Linked DNA regions of Mus musculus: region 1 is linked to region 2. A link is a contact called in public Hi-C data. All regions are on one chromosome and are shown on one strand. Each heading gives the region's core, a stretch centred on a gene start, on an enhancer-like site or on the middle of the called end of the contact. The rest is flanking DNA. Distances are from core to core; before and after follow the strand shown.

Evidence for each region. A called contact is a pair of places that touch in the nucleus more often than the background predicts.
Region 1: a Hi-C map of muscle stem cells shows a contact between it and region 2, with 1.9 times the contacts expected there. The contact joins the promoter of Myf6 here to the promoter of Acss3 in region 2. A contact is called at or near these places in 4 of 39 promoter capture datasets (the 3T3-L1 cell line, 3T3-L1-derived adipocytes, embryonic stem cells and 1 more) and 2 of 484 Hi-C or Micro-C datasets (muscle stem cells and uterus).

The regions. Positions count from the first base shown.
Region 1 is chr10:107,492,782-107,496,806 of GRCm38.p6, forward strand. It overlaps Myf6 (myogenic factor 6), which reads right to left and starts at 1,942. Exons shown (of 3, transcript NM_008657.3): 1 at 1,405-1,942; 2 at 1,030-1,120; 3 at 67-691. The coding sequence starts at 1,923. The coding sequence ends at 573. Gm36177 (a long non-coding RNA gene) reads left to right here and starts at 2,487. Exons shown (of 6, transcript XR_872011.1): 1 at 2,487-2,545.
Region 2 is chr10:107,121,658-107,126,313 of GRCm38.p6, forward strand. Acss3 (acyl-CoA synthetase short-chain family member 3) reads right to left here and starts at 1,980. Exons shown (of 16, transcript NM_001142804.2): 1 at 1,631-1,980. The coding sequence starts at 1,926.

The sequences.
Region 1 (4,025 bases), core at 692-3,191, 370 kb after region 2:
AAATATGGCTATTCGTTTTTGTACACGTCCTTATAGTCTTTACAGTTAAATCAAATTAAGGCCACCTTTGTACATGTAGAAACGTATTAATATTTTAATATTACAATATCAGGATCTTCACACATTTTATATACAATGTTAAATCCACGTTTAAAATATATTCTTTAGGTTTACATAGAAACGAAAGTTCTAAGACTATTTACAAAAAGTACATTATATACTATTAGGATTAAACGTTCTCTCTTTGATTTAGACAGGAATGAACTTCGTTTGCAACTGACAAAAAAGGGTCACGTGATCATAGTAAAAGTTAATATGTTATTAAAACCAACCAAACTAAAAACAAAATCAGGGTTCTAGAGCTAAGCTACTAGCCGTTCCGATATAATAATAAGTATCATAATAAAAGCCCCAAGGCGAAGGACTTTCACTTGAGGTGGTGAGAAGTTTCTTTTTAAATACTAAATCTCTCGCCTTTCATAAAAGCTGGCATCTGTGAGCCCTAATCTAAATGATTAGGTGGAAAGGGGGGTCTTCCTGCTGGGTGAAGAATGTTCCAAATGCTGGCTGAGTTACTTCTCCACCACCTCCTCCACGCTGGGGAGTTTGCGTTCCTCTGAAGAAATACTGTCCACGATGGAAGAAAGGCGCTGAAGACTGCTGGAGGCTGAGGCATCCACGTTTGCTCCTCCTGCGCACAGAGAACAAACACAAACCGCGCCTGTAGCATTCCTCTGTGTGCCCCACAGAAGGCTACCAAGGCCACGCAGGAGGATTGCATCCCTGAGAGAAAAAAAAAAAAAAAAAAGCGCCCGGATTTGGCTGTTGCTAGCTTTGAGCTCTTTGTGCTCAGCCAGAGCACTCCTGTGCTATGCTGTGCTGTGCTGTGCTGTGCTGTGCTGTGCTGTGCTGTGCTGTGCTGTGCTGTGCTGTGCTGTGCTGTGCTGTGCTGTGCTGTGCTGTGCTGTGCTGTGCTGTGCTGAGCCTAGATGCTTCCAGTACAGCCCAGTGCCCTTTCTTTTAAGTTACCTTCCTTAGCAGTTATCACGAGGCCCCTGGAATGATCCGAAACACTTGGCCACTGGGGGCTGCAGGTGCGCAGGAAATCCGCACCCTCAAGCTGGAAGGAAAACCAAAGCAGCAGATTAGAAAAGAAACAAATACGCAGGGGGGAGAGGAGGGGTGGGAGGTGGAGGCTTGGGGGTGTCTCCCCTGCTTTCTTGGGCCAGACTGCATTTCCTGCTTAGGACAGGGGCTCTATCTTCTAGGGTCACTGGAGGTTCATTAGAGAGGCTAGGGGCGGGCAAGAAAGGGGGTAGGCACCAAGCAGGTGGAGGATACAGTCTCAGGAAGACTTTTAATAGGCCTTTTACATTTCCCTGCCCTGGTCGCATATGGGCTTACAATTTCTTGCTTGGGTTTGTAGCTGTAGGGGTCCACGCCCAGCTCCTGCATCTTCTCTTGCTGATCCAGCCGGTGCAGCAGGTCCTGTAGACGCTCAATGTAGCTGATGGCACTCCGCAGAATCTCCACCTTGGGCAGTCTCTGGTTGGGGTTGGCCACAGTCCGACGCTTCAGGGCCTCAAAGGCTTCGTTGATTTTCTTTAGTCTCCTCCTTTCGCGCAGGGTAGCTGCTTTCCGACGATCTGTGGGGGCAGATTTTCTCTTGCAAGTCTTGCAAGCCCAGATCAGACACTGGCCAGGGCAGTGGGGAGGCTGCAGGCCTGGGGGAGCCAGAACGTGTTCCTCTCCACTGCTGTCGCTCCCGGCTTCCTGGGGCATTTGGTCCTGGCAAGGGGATAGGGTACCATCACTCCCTGGATACAAAGGAGAGCCCTCTGCCACTTCTAATGGCTGAAGAGTCACATTTTCTCCATCTAAGTAGAAGAAATAGGAGCCAGTTTCAAAAAGGTCCATCATCATGTTCTCCTCCTTGGCCTCTGACTGATCTGATCTGGGTGATGGACTCAAAAACCCAGAGGAGCCACCCAGATGGCATTTAATTAGTGCGGTGACATAAGTCGACCCAGCTTTATATATAGTAGCTACTGAAACTCAATCCAACTTCTAGCTGTCATGGAGCATCAGTCTCCCAAAGTGATTACAGCGAGCGCTCCCTAGAACATCTAGTTTGAAAGAAAACGGAGAAATATCACCTCTGAGAGTGAATGTGACCGTCCATAAGACAAACAGGTTAAAAACAAAAATACACACAGATAGTCACAGTGCCGAAAGCATTCGGTGCTTCCATTTTGGACAGTTCCGACACTAACCTGCTAACCAGGCAACTTCAAAAACAACTGGGGATTAACACTGCTCTGCTCCCCTCCCTCCAGAGTTCAACTGAATTCTAAGTATAGACTCATGATGAGAGATTTCATAGGCAATAGCCATTGCTCCAAAATAGCCTCATTAATATTTCCAGTGAGGTTCGGCTCCTTACTCTGTTCTGCCTGTCAAAAAGATGCTATCCCTGTGATTAAAACCATTACCAGTCCTTCAAAGGTTACATATGACTTTCAGGCCTCAGCTTCAATAGAAGCAGGTAAATAATCTCTTTCCTCTCTTTTACTACATCTGTAAGATGAGGTGGGAGTTGGGGAGTGGGTGAAGGGTGCTCACATCCCATGCTATTGTATGAAGTGACTCAGGATTCTTTCACAGTGACCTTCCTTGGCTACCTGTTATTTTAGATAGTGCAATTAAAATATGAATTCTGCTTCCTTTTCCAGTTGGAGCAATAGCATATAAAGGGAGGACTGAGACACAGAAGGAAAATAAACATGGAATAAAACCCTAAAATAGTTGCGGTTAAAAACAAGAAACACAGCAGTTGATTGATAGTTCAAATGTATCTTGAAATAACAAAAGGTTCTGTACCAAGTTTTATTCACATTCTCGCTATCCATTGACTCCACCAAAGTTGGTTGCTTAGGATTCAGATGAGAAAGTAAGAAGATAAGGCACATGTGATGAAACAAATGTTTTTTTATTGTATAGTGCCCATAGTCCAACACATTAGCATGTCGTTCCTAATGCAAAAAATGAAGTATAGAGAGCTCTCAGATTTCAAAGAACTCTCTTTCAGTCCTAGCTGTGTTGACTTCTATTTCTGTGTCTATAGATAAGTACTCTTTGAAATACTTCAAGATGATAGTGGTTGTCTTACAGAGTTTGGGTAAGCGTTCAATAAAATATTATCGCACATGACTCATGTGCATGTAGCCATGCAGTAAACATTAGTTCACTAATGTTTAACATAAACCATAATATAACATAAAAATGTTGGGACTAAGCATTTCAAGGCAAATAAACTACAGCTGGTGTTGCCCCCTCTCTCTGGCTATTCTCTCCTCCCCTAAATGTTTGTTCCTCTTTCTTTGATTTTCAATCCTTCTTGAGAATTCTGGAGAGAGTACTTCCACTACCAGTAAGCAGCTTTGGAGATAAAAGTCTCACTTTTTAGTAGATACCCCAAAAAGTGAATGGAAAGTATAAGAACTTATTCTACCTCAAGCATTGGTTGGGTTGTGTTCCCTCTGGCTTCCTTTTTGAAAAACTAAACTAAATTATTAAAACAGTAAAATCCGTGCAAAAATCACTTTCATATCATTTAGGAATAAGTTAAAATTTTAACCCAAGACACTTTATTTAGTTCTTCTCAACCTCCATTGAGAGCTCATCTTTGAGTGTTAACTATAAGCTGTTTGGGCCAGTTTTGTGTATTTGTTCTTGTGTAGCTGTGAGTTCCTTATCAAGACAGAGAGTCATCATTACACTCTGGGGTGGTAGAAAGCACTAGAAAGAGGAAGAAGAATGCAATACTTATTATGTTATTTCCTCTAGCTGCCTGGTCACCAAGATTAAGGCTGTAGACTGAATGCTTCGGCAACTCAGAGTCCAATCTAGCTTTTCTTATAGAGCATGAACTTCTGTTATTAGCTACATGTTATGCTGTCTCATACATAGAAAACAATTTGAAAAGTTAACCTTTGAAGAAAGGAATCATATAGCATTGTTACTCA
Region 2 (4,656 bases), core at 730-3,229:
ACAAAACAAAACAACTTTTGGGAGTCTGTTCTCTTCTTCTGCCCTGAGAGTCCCCAGGACTGAACCTAAGCTGTCAATACTGGCATCAAGATCCTAACCTCTACCAACTGAGCCAATCTCACCAGCCCCCAGTGACCTTCTACCTGAAATCTTTGCATATTGGTTTTGTGGTAAAGGTAGCCACATAAGACTATTAGAGAGCAGTAATTTATGACAGATATACTGAGCTTTGAGAACAACCTTGGGTGATAATCTCTGTTGTCATATGAAGGGCAATAAAAAAGCTTCCTGTTCCTACCATGATTGCAAAATGAAAACTAAAAAGTTAGCTTTTCCACTAATAACAATTACAGTCTAATCCACAGGGTCACCCAGTCTTGTTTCTTTAATCAGCTAATCCTCAAACTAATGACTTGATTTTAAGGAAGAAAAAAAATGGAGATTAAGTCACAGGCAATGTGTTCCAGAGAGCTAACACTGTTACTCACCCATGGCTATATACTTACTGCCTAGTTCGCTGTCACCACAAAAAAAGTGAATGGATCATATACTACTAGAATAAGAAATGAAATTGTGTGTGTGTGGGGGGGGGGGGCATGTGAATCACCATGGAAACATTCCCACAAACAAAACCAAAAGGGAACAAGGCAGGATGAAGACGCAAAAGGGACTCCTCTCACTCTCATTACAGATTCTCTGTTCTGAGAATAAAGTCATCAACCGAACAGACAGAGGGCAGCTTGACCAATGCACTGCCCTCATCTGCTACGAAGCTCTTTTTTCAAATTTTACAGATAATATTTCCTAATAACTAGCAGATGGGAGAAGCCATATCCTTAAAGGGCTAGGCACCCAGAAACTCCATGTCTGTGGGCCTCACTCTCTCAGTAGCCTAAAGACACTTTTCTACAATGTCTTCTCCTTTGAATATAAAAGCAATGTTTGAAAGGATTTATAATTGAAATGTCAAGATGAAAGCTTTCTTCCTACTGTGACTCCATGGGTCACCTGGCCTCTATCAGCCCCTAGGCAATCCTGGGGTTTCATACGCACAAGCCTATGGTACCTAGCACACTATCTAATCCTCCTTTTACCCCAACTCCTTTCTCTCACTTCTCCAGATAACACAGTTACAGTGTCCGTTACTTCAGGCTCTCTGGTACCCCCTTGAACTTTGATACTAAGATCACTTCAGCTTTGAAATGATGAGATCTAATCTTTCCAGGGCTTGCTCAGCCCTTCCCCCTTTCTCCCTCCATAATTCCCTAGTCTATTACACACTCTATATTTGTTTACACAGGATCTCCTCTTCTAGTCAGCAGAGTCCATGCAAGCCAAGCCTTTGTTTTCCTGAGCCTTTGTTTTGGTCACTTAACTTCATCCCCACTGCCAAGCAGGGCCTTGGCAAGTCAACCTCTGTGGCACTGGGATCACCCTAGATAACCAAGAACTTCAGAAAGAGAATGTAGGACAGCTATGAGAATGAAACCAACAAACAAGCAATAGCTGAAGGCATCGTACATTTTGATTTTCTTTTCATTCTTAGAACTTTAGATCCCTGGTCCCAGACCTTCCAGCCTTGGCATCTAAGAAGTTAGGAGATAATGGAAATGACTAAGACACCACTCACCAACTTGTGGAAGGCGGGTATCTGCTCTCTAGAGTTTTGGTCCAGGGCTTGTACCAACTGATCTGCTCAGCAGCTTTACCCCAGAATCTTTCGGGGTCAGCCACAGAGGCTGCGAAGTGGGTCTTGTACTCACCACCACTGCCGGTGGTCAGAGCCCTGCAGCCCCTGCCCCCAAACCCGGCCACCAAAGCCCTTCGGGTCACAGCGGCTCCTCTTACTGAAGGGGATCCTGGCAGAGGTGCCCCAAGCGTCCCGGCGCCTGTTACTTTGCGACATTGCAACCAGGATGGCTTCATACTTTCTCTCTGTCCCTAGCTGCAGTCGGAGCAGTTTGCAGTCCCAACAGCTGTGGCACTAGCCCCGAGGGGGAGCCTGCAGGAGGCGGGGCTAATCAAGAGGTGAGCCCCTAGCCCCGAAGTTTGGAAGTCAAACTGAAGTCTGCGATAAAAACCGACCTGGAGTCAGCAAGAAAGCAACAGGCTGGAACGGAGGCCTGGGGAAAGTGGCCAGGAGTTTATAGGGGTTGAGTTGCGTCACCCCTAAATTCAACTCTTACACGCATTTTCAGCCCATGACAGTCACTTGCAATTTGACAGAGAGTTTAATAGGACTTAGATACACACAAAGACGCCTAGAAAAAGCCCAAAGGGCCCAATGGCTTATTTAAAATAAAGCATGTGTCTCTTTCCTAAAGCAAAAGCATATAACTTTGGACATTATAGTGAGGCTCTGGGATATCATTTTCCTTTACACATTTATTTCTTTGTTTAAAATTCAACTCAAACCCTACTTACTAAAACCACAAGCAGCTCCGGGGCATCATTTGTTCCAGGATTTCTTGGCAACCTAGAGGAGGTGTGGAAGGAGGGTTACCCAGCAGGGTTGGGGGGGGGGGCGTGTTTCCAGGAGTGATTGACAGGTCTGGCCACTAGCGACAACAGCCAAGCTGAGAGCAGGAGGCACCTGCCTGTCCATTCCACAGTATTTAGAGGCAGGAATACAAAGGACTTGGAACCTTTCCTCCCTTCTAACTCCCTTTGGAGTTATGCTGACTCTCTTTGAGAGAACACACGGTTGTGAGATTTCTTTGGAGTAATAAAAATACTCTTAAATCGAATATGGTAACCACACCATAACCCTGAAGAAACTAGAATTCACTGTAGTGTACCTACCCCTTGAGAGGGTGAATTGTGTAATGTGTGGGTTAAGTCTCAGAAGGCTATTCTCAAACAAATCAAAAGATAAAATGACTCTTAATAAAGACGAAGCTGAGAAAATTTAAAACACACAGGTGTGTTTCCCTGCCTGGCTTTTGCCTTTCTACAGGACCTGCCTTCTCTCACAATTCAATGAAAGTCACAATCTTTTGCTTTAATATCGTGCCAAGCCCACTCTGTTTTAGCGTCACAATATTTGAAGTTTTACGTGTAAAAATAATGTATTCTCAAGTCTTAGGTGAGAAATGGTGGAATGTCCTGGACCCTGTAAACAACCATAAATTCGAAAGCAGTAAACAAATGATCCTGCAGGCAGAAAATGATGCAGAGATAAAGGCTAAACTTTGCAAGCATGAATCTAATCCAAGGCAGGAGAGAAATAACTTTAAGTAACCCCCTCAGCTATTTTCCTTAACTAAGAAGCAAGACTCCACACCTTTCCTACCCACCCACAGCATGTTTTATTCCTCCCAACTTTCTTAGAAGACTGCCATCGCCTAAATCAAAATCCTTTCCATCTCTACCACCCCCCTCTTCCTACTCAATGCTGCCCTCTGACATACAAATTTCAAGGACTCCAAATTATTACCGTGAGATTGTTTTATAATTTCAACTAAATATAATTAATTAAACATTCACATATATATTCTCATTTGCAAAACCACACCACATAAGAACCAAACTGGGTAATGGTAGTGTTATGGACTCAGCAAGGACATAGAGAACTGGAGAAGAAGAAGGAGGAAGACAAGGAGGAAGAAGGAGGATGGAGGGGGTGCAGGAGGAAGGAGAAGGAAAGAGGAGGAAGGAGGAAGTGAGAGGAGGAATAAAAAGAAGGAGAAGGAAGAAAGAAGAAAGACAAGGAAGGAAGAGGAGAAGGAGAATAAAAGGAGATAGAAGAGGAAGAGGAGGAGAAAGAAGAAACCAAATGAAAGACTTGAAAGAAACTAGGTCTCCTAGCATATGTTTTTTATTTCTTTTTTTATCCATTTTTTATTAGGTATTTAGCTCATTTACATTTCCAATGCTATACAAAAAGTCCCCCATACCCACCCACCCCCACTCCCCTACCCACCCACTCCCCCTTTTTGGCTCTGGCGTTCCCCTGTACTGGGGCATATAAAGTTTGCAAGTCCAATGGGCCTCTCTTTCCAGTGATGGCCAACTAGGCCATCTTTTGATACACATGCAGCTAGAGTCAAGAGCTCCGGGGTACTGGTTAGTTCATAATGTTGTTCAACCTATAGGGTTGCAGATCCCTTTAGCTCCTTGGGTACTTTCTCTAGCTCCTCCATTGGGAGCCCTGTGATCCATCCATTAGCTGACTGTGAGCATCCACTTCTGTGTTTGCTAGGCCCCAGCATAGTCTCACAAGAGACAGCTACATCTGGGTCCTTTTGATAAAATCTTGCTAGTGTATGCAATGGTGTCAGCGTTTGGATGCTGATTATGGGGTGGATCCCTGGATATGGCAGTCTTTACATGGTCCATCCTTTCGTCTCACCTCCAAACTTTGTCTCTGTAACTCCTTCCATGGGTGTTTTGTTCCCACTTCTAAGGAGGGGCATAGTGTCCACACTTCAGTCTTCATTTTTCTTGAGTTTCATGTGTTTAGCAAATTGTATCTTATATCTTGGGTATCCTAGGTTTTGGGCTAATATCCACTTATCAGTGAGTACATATTGTGTGAGTTCCTTTGTGACTGTGTTACCTCACTCAGGATGATGCCCTCCAGGTCCATCCATTTGCCTAGGAATTTCATAAATTCATTCTTTTTAATAGCTGAGTAGTACTCCATTGTGTAGATGT